Linked DNA regions of Mus musculus: regions 1, 2, 3, 4 and 6 are each linked to region 5. The links are chromatin contacts, called in public Hi-C, HiChIP or PLAC-seq and promoter capture Hi-C maps. All regions are on one chromosome and are shown on one strand. Each heading gives the region's core, a stretch centred on a gene start, on an enhancer-like site or on the middle of the called end of the contact. The rest is flanking DNA. Distances are from core to core; before and after follow the strand shown. Region 1 overlaps Ube4a (ubiquitination factor E4A). Region 2 holds the start of Cd3e (CD3 antigen, epsilon polypeptide). Region 3 holds the start of Ube4a (ubiquitination factor E4A). Region 4 holds the start of Mpzl3 (myelin protein zero-like 3). Region 5 holds the start of Ccdc84 (coiled-coil domain containing 84). Region 6 holds the start of Scn2b (sodium channel, voltage-gated, type II, beta).

Region 1 (2,700 bases), core at 193-2,692, 530 kb before region 5:
AGAGACTAGCTGATGTAGAGGTGGCAGCCTGTGGAAGCAGCAGCACGCACTGACTTGACAGGCAGAGGCAGGTAGTCTTGGAGTTGGAGGCTATCTAGAAAAAAAAATCTATGGAAAGAATTGATTGAGGAATAGTGAGAAGTTCCTTGTAGTTAGAGCAAGGGACAGGATTGGGCTCTGAAGAGTGTGGGGTGGGAGGAAGAAAGCTGGCACCGGACTGGAGAAAACGTGAATATGGAGAAGTGAAAAGGAGTGGGCCCTGATCTGTCACTCAGAACAAATCTCTTGTTGGTTTTGACTGATTTCCTTCTAGGTTTGGGGGCATTTTTTTTAGCCTCTTATAAATTAACAAAACCAATATCTGCACAAAAATAATTTATCTTAAAACACTGAAAAGCAAAGAATAAGTTGAAATAGCCAAGTAATAGTAGCCCATGCCTTTAATCTCAGCCACCAAGACACAGAGACAGGTGAATCTTTGTGAGTTTGAGGCCTGGCTGGTTGACAGAGCAAGTTCCTTGAAAACCGGAGCTACACAGAGACTCTGTCTCGAAGGAAGGAAGGACGGACGGACGGACAGACAGAAAGAGGAAAATGTCCCATTGCCTATCACTTGGAAAGTATACAGTATTATCACTCAGTTTAGGTTTTTTGCTGATTTCATTGGTCCAGCAAAAGAGATTTAGCTGTTTCTGTAGATATCAGGAAGCCAGAAAGTGTTTTTAGACAAGGAAGTCATTGGAGATATGTTACAAGGAAGATATTGTAGAAATATGGAGGCTGAGGGAGAGTGGAGCCCAAGACCGATGTCTGTGGAGAGCAGTCCATCACCATTCCTTTTGCTTCTTCGAGGTTTGGACAAGGAGACCTGTCTGATCCCAGCTGTGCAGGAGCCAACGTTCCCCCAGAGCTACAACCTTGTGACGGAGAACCTGGCCCTGACAGAGTATACCTTGTACTTGGGATTTCACAGGTAACTCCTTTGATGTCTTGGAAAAGAATGGTCCCGTTAGTTGTGTTGACAGCTTGAAGGTGGGCAGTGAGTCTGAAGAGCCCTGTTAGGATGGCACAGGGAAGTCACATGCACTGGTTTAAATTTACCTGAGTCCACTTTGTACGGATTACTTACAGGGTTTTTTTTTTTTAAATCTCTCTTTAAAATTAACATTGTACTAATATTTTCTCCACATTTTGCCAACTTTTCAATCCCTGCCTTTTTGTTATTATCTAGGAAAATCTAATTACTGTCATTTTACATTTCACTCTTTACCATTGAGTTATTACTTCTGATGTCCAAAGAAAGACAAGAGACAAACTTTCATAAGTTGAGAGACTGGTGTAAGGGACTCCAGATAGACAATCCGAGCACATAAGAGCTGCGGACCTGAGAGGACTGCTTCTAAAGACAGGAAGGCTGAGAGCTTGTGTAGACGTTCCGGAAGCATCCATTTCTAGCAAACCAGCCATATGCCACTCCACAGTTTTTCCCTTTGTTGAGCAGAGAATGGTTTCCAGGATAAGGAGGAGAAATAACAACTCCTACATCTCATCTGTAGAAAGAGTATTATGAATACTGGGGTTTTTTTTTAATTGGTGGGAACAGGGCACCCATGCTCAGGTGTGATTTAGAAGCCAGAGATTGGGGTCAGGTGGCTTTCTCAGATGCTCCCCCACCGTATCTTTTGAGAGAGGATCTTTCACTGAACCTTGAGCTCACTGATTGAGCAAGACTCCAGGATCCTCCTGTTTCTGTGTCCCGGCATTAGGACCGCAGGGCACACCAGCACACTCGTGTTTACATGGGTGCTGGGGATCTAAACACAGGTCCCCTTGCTCGCATATGCAAGCAGTTTATCAGTTGAGCCATCGCCCCAGACCCAGGAATACTGATAGTTTTTTGTTTATTTGTTTGTTTGTTCTTTCGTTCAAGACAGGGTTTCTCTGTGTAGCTTTGGCTATCCTGGAACGCACTCTGTAGACCAGACTGCCTCTACCTCTTGAGTGCTGAGATTAACAGTGTAACAGTGTGTATCACATGCCTGGCCTGGAATACTGATTTTTTTAATGCATTCTCAGGATACTTAAATTAATGTAAGGTTTTGGGGTTTTTTGTTTTGTTTTTTCAACTCCTCCAGCAGAAAATTCATGGGGGAGGGGGATGAAAATGTCTTTATTAGACAGTGTTTCTGCCCTGTTGTTGACATTTTAAATGTCACAGAAGTTCAACATGTGCTTGATCTGCTCAACAATCTAAATTCAGATCTAGAAATGCCTGGCATCTAGTTTCCTACTGTCACCCTAGTAGCTGTCTGCAAGATCCAAGGAAGTGATTTAGGATTGTACATGTAGAACCAGTTGTCAGTAGCTTTTAGTTCTAGGTCTTCTTTTCAATATTAGAGTGAAATTTTGTGAAGAATAATTATCTTATTCTTCAGAAGGCTGGGCGATGCTCTTAGGTTGTGTGCCTGAATATGGCTGCTCTAGGTGTGGTTGTTAGAATCAAGTCTTTTTCACCTACATAGTTTTCTCACTGTGCAAAGATTATCCTCTGACCTCACCAATGTACTCTAAAGCTTGTACTGGGCTGCTCATACTCTGCATCATTAAAATGTCTGTTTTCCATAATAACCACACACTCTGCACCCTGCTCCTGTGAGAGGCCACTCACTCTGCATAATTAGCTTCAGATTTGTTGTGCAT
Region 2 (2,700 bases), core at 80-2,579, 590 kb before region 5:
CCCCCCCTCCAAGTCCCCGCCCCTCAGATAGCCGCTCCCCCCACCCCTCCTTCCCCTTCCCATCTGAGAAGAGGGAGGTCCCTCTGGGCACTGAGTCTGATACTATCCCTTATCTGGAGATGTGGGTGGGCAAAAAGAATGTAAGAGTAGAAACTAGGGAGAAGGGCTGTGAAGCACTGCCTTCTAGTAGCTGTGGCAGCCAGCAGTGGATCCACATGCAACTGGGCTTATCAACAGTCAATCATGCATTGGGGCGGGACTTCTGGGGCTCTAAGCCTTTCTACTGAACTATAGGTTATAGATGGATTCAGAAAGAAAGGCAGCCGTTTTCTTCAGTCCTGTACCCACTGAGGAGCTCTTCAGGCTCCTTCAGTAGTTAGTTCCAAATCCACTGTCACACAGCTAACTCTCGTTAAACCCAGTAGATATATCAAGAAGCGGAGCCAGAGAGATACCTCAACAGATAAAGTTGTTTGTGGTTAAAAACCTAAAGACCTGAATTGAAACCTGGGACTCACATGTTAGAGAGAATCCCTCAAGCTACCCTCGACTTCCACACATGCTGTGGCAAGTCTATGCCCACACATATACACATATAATAAATAGGTAAATAAATAACGTAAAACTTTTTTTTCGTAAAACTTTTTAATAAAAGACTTGTCGAGAAAGGGAGATTAATCATCAGAAAGTGTGTTACAATTGTATGAAATTATCAAAGAGCTAAGTCAATAAGCGTTTTTTACAAAGAAAAAGATTGTTGCTTATAACTCAGGAAGTACTTATGCTAGATTTTAAATAATAATGCTAAAAGCTACCCTAGTGGGTGCATGAGTAAAGCCCCTAGCATAGTGTCAGTACAAAGACAGGAGCTATGTGACTCTCTCATTGTCCAGCAACTGCCCAGCATGTGCAATCAAAGGCCAGGACGGCTACATGCTAAAAATCCTGTCTCAAAGAAAGAAAGAAAAGAAAAGCAAGCCCCTCGAAGATTATTAATGAGACGGCTCCACTCCATCCTGCTGCTCAGACCCAAGGGCACCATAACAGAAGGCAGATACTGAGTGCTTCAACGTCTTCCTGCCTCCGCTGGAGGGGTTATGCATAAGGAAGGCTCCCTCAGTGTGGAGGTGCTTTGCACAGGGCACAAGTAGGTGTTTTTCACAGCACTCTCGGGGGCTTGCTAGAGCCCCCCTTGTTCATCCTTATGGGAAGGCTGTGAGGCGCGGATTTCCTCAGTTAACCAAGGCGGAGGCTTCTGCCTCAAACATTTCCAAGTGACGTGGAGCAGGCGGGCCCTGAGTCCCCTCTACACTTCCTGTGTGGGGTTCAGACACCTGCCTCCCCTGTCTGCGTCTGGTGCCTTCTTCAGAAATGGTAAGTCTCTCCTTGTGAAGTGCCCCCCACTCTCCTTCATCCTACTATGGCAACCAATGATCCAGGGTCTTTGCATGCAGCCACTGTGTTGAAAACCTCATCTGTTTCTTTTTCAGAAGTAATGAGCTGGCTGCGTCCGCCATCTTGGTAGAGAGAGCATTCTGAGAGGATGCGGTGGAACACTTTCTGGGGCATCCTGTGCCTCAGCCTCCTAGCTGGTGAGTAGGGGAATGAAAGGGCGGTGCTTTCCCAGGCCATTGCAAGGTTCACAGTCTTGCCCAGTGCAGCTGGTGCCTCAGTGGCTAGAAGATTCAAGGAACTGTTGGCGATACCGTTAGGAAGTGGGGACAAGGGCTGGGGACTCAGGTGCGGGGAGACAGTTCAGGAGACATGCAAAGGAAATCAGTTGGGTTGATCTCATCAACTGAGAGAAGAGTTCTGTCTGTCGTGGAAAATAAGCCCATCTGACTGTAAACTTAGCAATGCTAAGAACTAACACAAGGAATGAGCAGAGATAGTGCCTCTCTTGGTTTGGGGGAGACGGGAGGGTTAGACTCAGGTTCATCCCAGCTTAGTATCTTTGAGACACTTTGTAATTTCCAGTCTTTTGGAAGTGGCCAAGAGATTCCTACTAGTTCATCCTTTTGGGGAAGTAAGGTAGGATAGAATTGGTAAATAATTGAGAGCACATAAACAACATGCATGCTCGTGCTCGTGCGCGCGCGCGCAAGCACACACACACACACACACACACACACACACACACACACACACACACGGCCCTTTGCTAAGTGCATGTGCCGCATGAAGAAACAAGGGTTAATCAGTTTGATTCTTGCTTCTTCCATGGAAGAAAAGTGGTACGGCTCCTGTCTTATGGATGAAGTTGTCATGCACGATTGACTAATCATTCATTGTTAAACAGCAATTCCGGCAGTTGATCTGGGAAGCCAGAGATGTCTGTCGACAGGGTCTGTGCTCAGGAGGGCTGCATGCACTTTGTGAGGCAAATGGCTCATGAGAGTTTTATGTCAAAGACCTAGAAAATTGCCACAGCCTGGCTCCCCTCTCAGAACCACAGCTGTGTGCCTCTACTTCCTGCTTCACTTTGGGTTTCTCAAACTTGACTGTGCACACACCTTCACAGGGGGTCCTGAGAGAGTTGGCTAGCTGCTTGTGAGACAGAGGTTCATGAGACAGTCTAAGTTGACTGGTCTTAAACACTGTGCCCTTCTGCCTTAGCCCTGTGAATGCTGGGATTCTAAGCTTGGGCTAGCAACTCCTTCAACATCCTGTATTTCTAACAAGCTTTGGGTTTATTTATAT
Region 3 (2,719 bases), core at 126-2,625, 550 kb before region 5:
TAGGTGCATGCTGAAATCTGAACCCTGCCTCCTTTGGAAAGTAAGGCGGTGCTCTTAACCGCTGAGTCATCTCTTCAGCTCAGAGCAATGGCTTTTTACACAACACATAATATTAATCTTTGCCCCAACCTCACTTTCTTAATGGTGACTTTTGAAATGCAAAAGTCTTTTTGATAAATTCCATTTTATAGATTTTGTTGCATTTGGGAGGTCATGTCTAAGACAAGATTGTCTCCTGTCTCATTATTTGTAGGTCATTGTTAGGGATTTGGTCTAGCTTTAACAATAAATGTCACTTAGAATATATGTAAAGTATTAGTAACAAATAAGAATAAAAGATATCATTGAAAAATATCTGAACATGTAATTTTATTAAACTAAATCTCACTTCATAGCAGTTATATAGATATACACTATCAAGTACAGCAAAGAAGTGCCTGGTACTCCTATGCATGTATGCTACCAATCTCTTGCTGAGGTATTGAGCTGTGCCAATATAATTTTTTTTAAGGGGTATCTCAGAATAGGGTAGGGTTTTGGTTGGTTGGATGGTTGGTTTGAAGTAACCCTAGGTTAGTCCAAACTCACTGAATAGCAGAGGATGACTTCGGATGCTCAATTCTCCTGTCTCTATGTACCAAGTGCTAGAATTACAGCATGCCCCACGGTGTCCCACTCACTACAGTTTTAATTTTCATTTTCCTTACTAAAACTAAGAACCAAGGCTGGAGAAATGGCTCAGACGACCCAGATTCAATTCCTAGCACCCACATTGCAGCTCACAACTGTCTGTAACTCCATATCCAGGGAATCTGACACCCTCACACAGACATACATACAGGCAAAACACCAATCAATGCTCATAAATATTTTTCAAAATTAAAAACTAAAAATTAACCAGACTTGTAGGCTGTATACTGTTAGCATTGTATAGATAAATCTAAGACCAACCCAAAATAGCGCGCTGCCTGGCACCTAATACCTGCTCAAAACGTCTTATACATTGTCCTTGTTGGTATTGTTACTGCTTCTAAGCCACAACGAGTGAAACGGCTCCAAAAAGCCATAGGACAGAAGGGAGCGTAAAAAGCAAAAAGTCACAGTCTGTGCAGAGCCCGACACCACAATAGTGTATCTGCCCTCAAGAGATGGATTTCCAAGGTCTAGCTTCATATTCCACAAAACTTCAAAGCACGCAGTCATAGCCAACCCTGCCCCGCCCCGCCCTGCTGCCTAGCCCAATCCCAAAGCCACTTCCGGCCCGCCCCCCACCCTCGCTAGCTGCCAGCAAACGTGCGCATGCGCCTCCTCGGTGTTTTCTCTGTCATTAGCGAAGCCCGACACCGCCCTACTTCCGGCGCGGGGTAAAGACCCAACAGGCTCGGCGCTCAGCGATGATGTCAGCTCCGGTTGCCTTGCTGAGTCGGAAGTAAGAACCTTTTGGTCGCTGTAGCTGTGAGGTGTCGTCGTCCCTGCCCTTTCAGGCTCCGGTAAGAGGCAAGGTATAAGAGGACGAGAGTGTTGAGGCTGCGACCCGGTTTTCTCCTAAGCAATTGCCAGTCAAGGCCCCTGCATGCCTGCTGTTCTCAACTGCTTGCCTGACCCGGGTCCGTCTTGAACTTCGACCCTGTCTAATCTGGAAACCCTTACGGTGCTCCGGCGTCCGGTGGCTCTGCACATTCCCTTCTTCTTTGCCAAGTCCCTGCTAGGAAAGGCCCGAGTGTGGGCTGTGGCTGTCTTTTGACTTATTTTATCTAGGACCTGCGCAGGGTGGGTGGGTCTCCCTGCTGCCTATGAATGTTACTGAACCCCAAAGGATAAAATACGAAGAGTGAACGACAGTGCCAGATGCCAAGGAGACAAAATGAAGCTCGACTCATAGCAATCAAACCAGTAGGGTGCGTGTAGCAAGAGGTTGACTTTTAAAGCGAGTGACGGCTTCCCAGCTGTAGCTCTTTGGATTCTGCTCGAGTTTTTCTTGGTCGAGAAAACATTTCTCAGATTGACCATAGAGTCAGACGTTTTGTGTTTAGTATTGTTCCTTTTAGGATTCTTTTTTGTCTCCTAGAGCAAGAATGGGTTAAGTCTCAATGTCATTGACTTTTTTGGTCCCAGAGACATAAAATGGGGCCCAAGATGAAATGCCAGGGTTTGTTAGAGACGGTTTTGTTTGTTGTGTTGTGTTCTTTTTTTGTTTTCGGACGTGTATGTGCTTCACTTGATGAGATCCTAGCTTGCAGATAAACGTATTGCAAGGATTTTTGTTACGACACCTAATGTAACACTGAAGGTATTTCCAGGTAGACATGTTACTTTGGGAACATTTTTAAATTCCAAAATAGAGACTTTATGGAGTACAATTTAATACAGTGTAATTTGGGCTTGGGGTAGGGAGTTGCTGGGGTTATAAACTAAGCCCTGGTGCATACTAAGTGCTCTAGAACAGAGCTACACCCAACCCCACCTTAGCCATAGAACTTGGCTATAGCAATCTGTTTTTCAGTGTTACCAATAGTTCTACTTTAAAACTGGATTGGACATGATCTTAAAATATCTGTATGCTCTCAGGAGCCAGTAGTGGCCTTAAAGGATTAGCAGCACTCTATATAAGTAGAAGCTTGAGTCAGGAGAAAATGAGAGAATTGTATGGGTCCAATGGTTGACACTTCCTAGAGATGTAGACTTTTGCAGCAGGTATGTAAAGTGAAGTTACTTACTA
Region 4 (2,700 bases), core at 72-2,571, 640 kb before region 5:
ATGTGGACATTTCTCCCTCCACAGCCCTGCTGTGTGTGTGTGTATGTATGCATATATATATATATATATGAGTTTATATGAGGTGACAGTAGGCCTGGCTCTGTTGTAAAAAGAACTCAGAGGGAAAACTGGACATTTATGATGACATAGGTAGCTGGGAGGGATCAGGGAGTGTGCTGGCAACATGCAGATTAGTCACCAGATAAACAAAAACCTCCTCATCTTACCTGATGAGACTCAGCCACCTAATACTTACACAATATTAAAGACCCCTTTCAGAAATGTCCATTATTTTCAGAGAAATGCTACAATACAACAATTCATTCTAATGCTAGCTATACCAGTATTCCATTTCTTAGGAAGACACACACACACACACACACACACTAATCAAGAGAATATTCGCATTTCAAAATGAAGCTAATTAGTTTGGATTGAAATTTAGAAATTGGAATAGCATGAAAGTAAAATTATCCAAACCTTACAATAGTGTCATTATGGCAACACTGTACTGACAATAGTTAAAAGATTCAAGTTTCAGAAGAATGGCTATGACTTTTCTTATACTTCAGAATGTTTAGAAAGTCCTAAGGTGCCTTTTCTTCAGCAATATGCCTGCTATAAGAAAAATCACACTATAACTCTTGTCTAAAATGTTTTATTTAAAAGCCCCTGAAATAAAATCACTAAGTCATGATTTTCCTTTTTTCCTCTTCTTCTTCTTTCTTCCTTTCTTTTCTTTTTTTTTTTTTTTTTCCTTTTTTTCCCTAGCCCTGATTGTGTCTCTCAAAATAACTGGAACACGAATTGCCCGGTTTCCGACCAGGGTGTAACAGCAACTCAGAACCCTGGCAGACAAGCACAGAGAATCTCACAAGAGCAGTGAGTGTCCGCCAAGCCTGTGCTCGCTGTGGTTTCGTCAAGGCATCATCAAGGCGGTGTCAAGTCTCACAAGGTGGTCGGGCTCTGAGAGCTGAGGGGAACCAACTCTCCGCAGTGGGAGGTGCTAGCCGGGAAAGAAAACCATCCCACACCCCCTCCTTCCCTTCCTTCCTTCCTTCCTTCGCAGAAGCCGAGCGGGGGCTTTTCTGAGACCCCCCAACCCGGAACCGGAAAAGCGACCATCTTTCCTGACCCCCCCGCCCCCTGCCGGAAGTGGAGTCCAGCCAGCTGGCGCACTCACCCTGGACGACTAGGATGCTCAGCAGTGGAAAGAGAGCGCAGCCACGGCCTCCTACTGTTCCTCTTGCCAGCTGCATCCCGACAGCTCTTCCGATACTTACACACCCTCTTTACGCCTCCCGGGGACCATGCAGGTGGTGCCGGAAGTGACGTCATGTCGGGAGTCACCTTTGAAAGAGCCGTCCCGGACCCAACCTCAATCAGGGACAAGGATTGTTACTAGAATCGTACCCGGTTACCCTCATCAGCGGTTCTTTGACTCTCAGGAGGATCTGATTGCGCTCTTCTGCTTCAGATTGGCTACAGACTGAAAAAACAGTTCTATTTTTATGGAATTCCAGGGAACCAGGCTCGATCCTCCGACTGTAATCCAGAAGTTATCTCTCTAGAATATCTAAGTTGAACCCTCACAAAAGATTCTCATACATTTGAAGTTCAGGAAAACGTAGGCGACCATCCAAGATCAGAATAAATATATCTTTTTTGGGTCCTTTGGTAAATACGTGCAAGCGTCGTCATTTGTGTACCTTTTAATGTAGCCATTACATCATTCAGAATTGGATGTTTATTAAATTACTGCAGTGACAGTGATGATGAAATCATTACAGTGTGTATTAAAGGAGAGGAGGAACTTGGGTTTGTGTATCTTTGCATTTTAAAAGTAAGGATATCATTATCACGGTACTTGACGTGGAATGAGACAGTCTAACATGCTCTGAAAGAAAGGGTGGAAAGGACCCCGCTTTACTGGTGTAATCACTCAATTCTCCTGGACCCGCCATGGTTAATGAAAGTAAAAGGGAATAAAAAGCCTCAGCTTTTGGAAATATTTCATAGCTGACATTTTCCATTGGCATACTTTACTAGACTTGGAAGCCGGTAGTTTTTTCTATGAGAAGAATCAAGAGTAGAAAAACAAATATCCTTGTTTCTAAAGTTCCCAAACTAAGTCAGGTAGGATGGCAAAAGCCTGTAAATCCAAGATCTGCAAGACTGGGGCAGAAGAACTAAGGACAACCTGGACTTCAGTCGTAAGACTCAGATTAGGGTTAGGTCCAAGAAATGAGTCTTCCAAATGTGTGCTATCATTTTGCCCATTTCCCAGTCCTCCAAAGCAATATGTGAAGCCTATAGAAATATAAAACTACTAGAAATTAATTTCATCAATTAATGATTGCTCTGCGTGTCTAACTCTACTATCTACCAAGAAAACTTGAGCAAAGTTAAACATCTTCCCTTGTTTTCCATTAACTGCTGTTGTGAATTTTGCAGATTTGTTTGTAAGCAAATAATAAAAATCATAGTTCTTTATTACTAAGGGTTTATTTACACAGTGATTCATGCATAATAAAAAATAAGTTACAGTACAAAAGTACTCTTAGGAAGGAGACACTGAACAAGAACCTGATATCCCATGAGTATTCAAACAAGACACAAGCTGCAAGTTCCCTGGAGACATTCTCTGTGAGTTTTTAACTACTTCATTACAAATATGAAATATACACAGGCCATCTGTTT
Region 5 (2,700 bases), core at 35-2,534:
TCTACCCAGGCAAAAAGCAGCAAGGAACCACATACGAGGCAAGCATAATATAGAATGGGATTGGCGGGGCACTTTCCAGGGTAGTTTTTGATTGGTGGGATTTTATGGTCTGATCTTGGGCAAACTCCTGGATTGGTGGAATTTTGTGACCTGCTCTAGGAGCAAGCTCAGTGATTGGTGGAATTCTGTGGCATGTTTTTAGGGTAAACTCAGTGATTGGTGGAATTCTATAGTCTGATTTTTTTGGGACAAACTCAGGGATTGGTAGGATTTTGAAGCCTAATACAGGATTTTTTTTTCCTTCCTGCCGGGTGGGGCTTGACTACCTGTATATGCAGGCGCTGGAAACCTGGCCACTCAAGGAACTTAATTGTAAAGATGCTGGGTTTTGTTTCACACAAGCCAAGTTCAGGTGGGAAATGAGCATTTGGTAGAGGAGACTGGCAGGAAAATACTATCAAGTAAGCTTAATTGCAGAGACCTTGGGAGCAGACTGCTTTGAGCAACTTTGGAACAAATGGGGAAAAACATATTGGGTCTGACCTGGGCGGCGTATGACATTATTCTTGTAATGGCGATAGAGCATGATTCACTGTAACCATTCAAGTTTTCAGAATTAGATTTCCCAGCCAATGCTCGGAGAAATGACTTACAGAGAATATTCTTGTGCAGAACACCTTTGAAAATTAAGAATATCACAGTCTGCCGGGCAGTGGTGGCACACGCCTTTAACCCCAGCACTTGGGAGGCAGAGCCAGGCGGATTTCTGATTTCGAGGCCAGACTGGTCTACAAAGTGAGCTCCAGGACCCTTCCTCGAAAAACCAAAAAAAAAAAAAGAATATCACAGTGACTTAGACCCCTGCAGGTCTCAGGGAAGCTGGAGGGGCTGCTTAATACACCTCTCTAGCTTTCCTCAGAGGTCCTCATTTCTTCAGGAGTAGATTTTTTTTTTCCCATGTGTAAAATGCCAATAATCTCACACCACAAAGCATCGACGTGAGGATTCGGTGAGGTCATTAGCACAAAGCACGGGGTCACAGTGTGCGCCCTGAAATTACCAGTTCTGCGTTGTTACGCTAAACTGGGTCTTTGTCAACGCCTGAAAGTGTGCGATCTGAGGTCCTAACTGGCGTGCATTCTTTCTCGTTCTTTCACAAGCTGCCGGGTTTTCTGCGGGTGCGTGGGAGGTGGGGGCCCGGAGTGAATATTCCGCGCAGCCGCAGAACGGATTGCAATAGCGCCTACTGCCTCTAGGGGAACCGGGAGCTCCTAGGTCGCCCCGCCCCGTCCGGCCCGGAAGGGTCAGGGGTCAGTGGGTGGTGACGAGCCGCCGCTGTGTGGGTGTTCCCGGGTCCTGGGTCTATGGCGCCACCGCAGCGATGTCCTCTGTGTCGGCAAACTTTCTTCTGTGGTCGCGGTCACGTCTACAGCCACAAGCACCAGCGGCAGTTGAAGGGGGCTCTGGAGCGGCTTCTACCGCAGGTGCGGACCCGGGGCTGGGGAGGCCAGGAATGTGGGCTGGTTTCAGGGTCCTAGCTGGCTTCTGTCCTGCAGGTGGAGGCCGCCCGCCGGGCCGTCCGCGCCGCCCAGGTGGAGCGCTATGTCCCCGAGCACGATCGGTGCTGTTGGTGCCCGTGCTGTGGCTGCGAAGTGCGAAAACACCTGAGCCATGGCAACCTGACAGTGCTACACGGGGGTCTGCTGGAACATCTGGCCAGGTGACAACTGGAAAACACCCACCTCCCCCGTACAGACAGAGAGTTGTACACACGTGTGGCATGGGAAGTTGAAATTGGGGAGAAGGAAGGTCGACTTTGTGACTTAGTTGGGTTATGGACTGAACTACCTGGCCAACCGTGGAGTTTAGTGGATCTTAGCCCTTCCACGGTCCCAGTGGTGTGGGTGATCTTTCTAGAAAAGCCAGGTTGCTCTCCTCTCACCACCACCACACACTTTATTGGAAGAAAGGAGTCCCAAGATAGAGGTCTTGAAGAGGTTGGTATAAACAATCCTCTTCTCTCTGCCAAGCCCACAGAAGCAACCCAATGGCCAATCTGCATTACTTACCTAGTGCTCTGACATTCGGTACAGTTTTACTCTCTTAATGACTAGCTACGATTACTCTTTCTCTCCATTCTCAGCCCAGAGCACAAGAAAGCCACCAACAAATTCTGGTGGGAGAACAAGGCCAATGCCCAGATGAAAGAGAAGTTTCTGATCTCCCCCCAGGATTATGCACGGTGAGTTACGTGTTCGTGAGTTATCCAGGTCTTTGTCAGGCACAAGAGCTTCTTTTTTTTTTTTTTAAAGTGGTTTTTTTTATGCCATTCTTTTTTTTTTTTTTTTTTTTTTTTAGATTTATTTATTTATTTATTTATTATATGTAAGTACACTGTAGCTGTCTTCAGACACTCCAGAAGAGGGAGTCAGATCTCGTTACGGATGGTTGTGAGCCAACATGTGGTTGCTGGGATTTGAACTCCGGACCTTCGGAAGAGCAGTCGGGTGAGCCATCTCACCAGCCCCACGAGAGCTTCTTTAAATTGGGGAGTTCTGAGGGAGTGTGATGGTCCACATATGTAACCCCAGGACTAGGGAAGCAAAGAATGGATCCTTGAGCAGCCAAAGCCAGTTGAGGCTACAGACAGAACCTTATCTCAAAACAAGAACTAATTGGGGAAACTCAACTCCAGTGTGT
Region 6 (2,726 bases), core at 97-2,596, 700 kb before region 5:
ACAGATTGAGAGAGCTTATAGTGGGACCTAATCTCACCTAAGATCCTTAAACTTGACCCTCAGGCACTACAGAGAGAATTTTAAGAGTGAGAGTAAAACTGTCCACAAGGCAGGTTTAGAGCCCAGCATGGTGGCACTTGTCTGTAATCCCATCACCCAGGAAGAGAAAGAGACAGGAGAATCACTGAAAGTTCGAGATCAGCCAAGACTACAAAGTGAGACCTTATGGGTTGTGGGGTGGGGTAGAGTCGGGAAGCAGGCCTACAAATAGCCTCCTAACATACCTGCCTAGTACGAGGTCTCTAGGTGTTCAGCTATGAAATTGGCTTTGGGACCTTACGACAGGGTGGTCTGCAAGGTTGGGCTGGACCACGGAGACTGGTTTTAAAGGAACTCTCCCTAGGTTCCACTTACAGTTTGCTCCTTTTCCCAGGATCCTGGGCACCTGACCTCATCCATTCCATCTGGTTCACACCAGGGGTGCCTGCCTCGGTAGCAGCTACTCTGGTGCCTCTCCTGCCAACCCGGAGCTGGTCCTTAAGCCTGATACCCACCTCCTCCCACACGCATCCCAACAAATTGGTGGGATAGGCTCAACTCTCTGCCCCCAACTCTCGAGAACGCGATCTCCTTTAAATCCACCAGATCCCAGGGAACGGGCTCACAAATGAGACTTTTAAAGAAGCCAGCAACTCCTATGAGATCTCTTGGGAAGTAACTGAAAATGAAAACATGATGATGATGGTGGTGGTGGTGGTGGTGGTGGTGGTGGTGGTGGTGGTGGTGGTGGTGAAGAGAAAAATCCCTGAAGAGACCGCAGAGCAGCCTAGCTCTGCCCCACCCCCACATGGGTCCACTTCAGGGAAATCTACAGGATGAACCACCTCTTGATAAATTTGACCATTTTCATCCCCGAGCAACACTCACCCTCTAGTCAACATTTCTGGGAAGGAGAAGCCCAGCATCCGGCAGTCCCAGCTGTCCCAGATCCCCAGCACGCCCCTTCCCAAGGACACAGAGGGAAGCGGCTCACACTCCTTCCCTCTTGCCCCCTCCCCCGCCCCCTCCTCTTTCCGCTGCAGCTGCACTTCTGACCCTTAGGAGCATGCAGATGTGGTTCTAACTTACCCAAAGAGAAAAACAGACTGAGCCCCGTGAGACTGAAGGCAGGGCGAGGTAGCCAGGCATCCCTGTGCATTTTCAGAGACTGTGACGTTAGGCGGGTGGGCTGTGGGAAAGGGTGATTGAGGGACCAAGGACCACAAGGTAGGAATGGTTAAATGCTAAAAAAGAAAATGCACGGATGTACTTCAAAGACATATGCAACATTGAGGAAGCTTTATTTCCATCTCTCTAATATGGCCGACTTGTATGTGGCTGCTAAAAAGAGAGGGGGGTGGTGTATAAGGGAAAGGAAGAAAAAAAAGGGGATGGAGTAAATATTGTGGTTGGTGGATTTCAGAAAGCAGGTGGGAGGGCATAAAAAAGATATTCCTGGAAGAAATTAAGTTGCCAGAAAATTTAGCCTCTAAACTCAGAGCTCAATCAAATTTTGCCTTCCTACTGCATTTGAAATGATTTTTAGACTTTGAAAATTGTTAGAGAATTCTAGGTGAGGTGGCACGTGCCTGCAATCCTAGCACTAGGGAAACAGAGACAGGACTGCCTTGAACTCATAGCAGTCCAAAGCTAGCCTAGGCTCCAAAGCAAGACCCTTGCAAGAGAGGGGAGGAAGGAGGGGAGAGAAGGAGAGAGGGAGGGAAGGAGGGAGAGAAAGAAAAAAGGAAAAAGAGAAAGACTGTTAGAGCCATCTGTTTTTATCAAAGGGCTGTAAGGAAGTCCTTTTTATCATATGAATACGCCCCAAAGGCCTGTGAGTTGATTCCCTGGGGAAAGTGCTTGTGGCCACTGCCAAGCATGATGACCTGAGTTTGATCCCCGGGAACACACCTGGTCACCCAGCAGAAGGAGAGAACTGATCCCTGCAAGTTATGGTCTAACCTCAACACATTAGTGGCACCTGTATACTCATGCTACATGCTCTCTCTCTGTCTCTCTGTTTGTCTGTCTGTCTCTCTCTGTCTCTCCCCAACACACACACACACACACACACACACACACACGGGGAGGGGCAAGAGAATAGATAGATCATACATACGTACGTACGTACATACGTACGTACATAGATGTAAACACCCAGGAAAGAGTTGCCTTTTGTTGTTTGGGTTCAGCGAAGTGGGCAGGAGGCTCTTGGAAAGTAATGACTTCCTCATTGCTCTAGCATTTCCGCAGAATACAGAACTTGTCAGAGAAGGCTGATGCACAAATGCCTAAGAGACTTTTACAAGAGAATAGAGCATGGACCTCTGAGGGACCCGGATTCAAACAAATCAACAAGGAAAGGAACAGGTTTTGAGACAAGGGGAGCAGGGAGCGAATGTAAACTGGACGTTGATTATGTCAACAAATAACGTCTAATGCTGCCGGGTATCATAAAGATAGTGTCTGTGTTTTTAACACCCGTGGGTAATGTAGCTGATGGTCCCAGATGATTGGTGGTGCCTGGGGCACACTTCCCTTGGCTTTGGTGTATGTTTGAAACTTGTTATTTCGAAGGAGGGGAGAATACAGGTTGTCACAAGTAGAAGTTAGGAGAGAAGTGGCCCTAAGCAAAGAGGAGAACAGAGCCAAGCGTATCACAGGTCCTTAAACAGCAATCATTTATT

What was found. Promoter capture Hi-C pulls out the DNA fragments that hold promoters and counts their contacts. A called contact is a pair of places that touch in the nucleus more often than the background predicts. HiChIP or PLAC-seq counts read pairs in DNA pulled down with a chosen protein or histone mark. Capture Hi-C pulls out chosen DNA fragments and counts their contacts.
Region 1: a promoter capture Hi-C map of hippocampal neurons shows a contact between it and region 5, with 2.8 times the contacts expected there. The contact joins the enhancer-like site here to the promoter of Ccdc84 in region 5. A contact is called at or near these places in 6 of 39 promoter capture datasets (the 3T3-L1 cell line, hematopoietic stem and progenitor cells, hippocampal neurons and 1 more), 2 of 115 datasets of contacts at active chromatin or transcription factors (T-cell acute lymphoblastic leukemia and extraembryonic endoderm stem cells) and 2 of 9 other capture datasets (adipose tissue and pancreatic islet).
Region 2: a contact with region 5 is called in a Hi-C map of regulatory T cells, with 4 times the contacts expected there. The contact joins the promoter of Cd3e here to the promoter of Ccdc84 in region 5.
Region 3: a contact with region 5 is called in a promoter capture Hi-C map of liver, with 4 times the contacts expected there. The contact joins the promoter of Ube4a here to the promoter of Ccdc84 in region 5. A contact is called at or near these places in 9 of 39 promoter capture datasets (the 3T3-L1 cell line, the HPC-7 cell line, erythroid cells and 4 more), 1 of 484 Hi-C or Micro-C datasets (LSK cells), 3 of 115 datasets of contacts at active chromatin or transcription factors (T-cell acute lymphoblastic leukemia, astrocytes and extraembryonic endoderm stem cells) and 2 of 9 other capture datasets (adipose tissue and liver).
Region 4: an H3K27ac HiChIP or PLAC-seq map of extraembryonic endoderm stem cells shows a contact between it and region 5, with 2.8 times the contacts expected there. The contact joins the promoter of Mpzl3 here to the promoter of Ccdc84 in region 5. A contact is called at or near these places in 1 of 484 Hi-C or Micro-C datasets (pancreatic cancer cells) and 1 of 115 datasets of contacts at active chromatin or transcription factors (extraembryonic endoderm stem cells).
Region 6: a promoter capture Hi-C map of neutrophils shows a contact between it and region 5, with 2.4 times the contacts expected there. The contact joins the promoter of Scn2b here to the promoter of Ccdc84 in region 5. A contact is called at or near these places in 4 of 39 promoter capture datasets (hippocampal neurons, liver, neutrophils and 1 more).

What each region holds. Positions count from the first base shown.
Region 1 is chr9:44,943,078-44,945,777 of GRCm38.p6, reverse strand. It overlaps Ube4a (ubiquitination factor E4A), which reads left to right. Exons shown (of 21, transcript NM_001346698.1): 11 at 853-973. Among named protein-coding and RNA genes, the nearest start is that of Ube4a, 21 kb to the left of the region's middle. Within about 2 kb of position 1,442, at least 2 of the 459 cell types and tissues checked have an H3K27ac peak or open chromatin away from gene starts, as enhancers often do. A contact at or near this core is called in hippocampal neurons, where this site is marked.
Region 2 is chr9:45,008,240-45,010,939 of GRCm38.p6, reverse strand. Cd3e (CD3 antigen, epsilon polypeptide) reads left to right here and starts at 1,329. Exons shown (of 8, transcript NM_007648.5): 1 at 1,329-1,374; 2 at 1,491-1,592. The coding sequence starts at 1,544.
Region 3 is chr9:44,964,256-44,966,974 of GRCm38.p6, reverse strand. It overlaps Ube4a (ubiquitination factor E4A), which reads left to right and starts at 1,375. Exons shown (of 21, transcript NM_001346698.1): 1 at 1,375-1,490.
Region 4 is chr9:45,053,802-45,056,501 of GRCm38.p6, reverse strand. Mpzl3 (myelin protein zero-like 3) reads right to left here and starts at 1,321. Exons shown (of 6, transcript NM_001093749.3): 1 at 1,184-1,321. The coding sequence starts at 1,259. It overlaps Mpzl2 (myelin protein zero-like 2), which reads right to left. Exons shown (of 6, transcript NM_007962.4): 6 at 2,459-2,700.
Region 5 is chr9:44,416,653-44,419,352 of GRCm38.p6, reverse strand. It overlaps Ccdc84 (coiled-coil domain containing 84), which reads left to right and starts at 1,284. Exons shown (of 11, transcript NM_201372.4): 1 at 1,284-1,484; 2 at 1,557-1,720; 3 at 2,144-2,242. The coding sequence starts at 1,365.
Region 6 is chr9:45,116,496-45,119,221 of GRCm38.p6, reverse strand. It overlaps Scn2b (sodium channel, voltage-gated, type II, beta), which reads right to left and starts at 1,346. Exons shown (of 4, transcript NM_001014761.2): 1 at 1,129-1,346. The coding sequence starts at 1,198. All of the region lies in intron 1 of Gm10684 (predicted gene 10684), which reads left to right.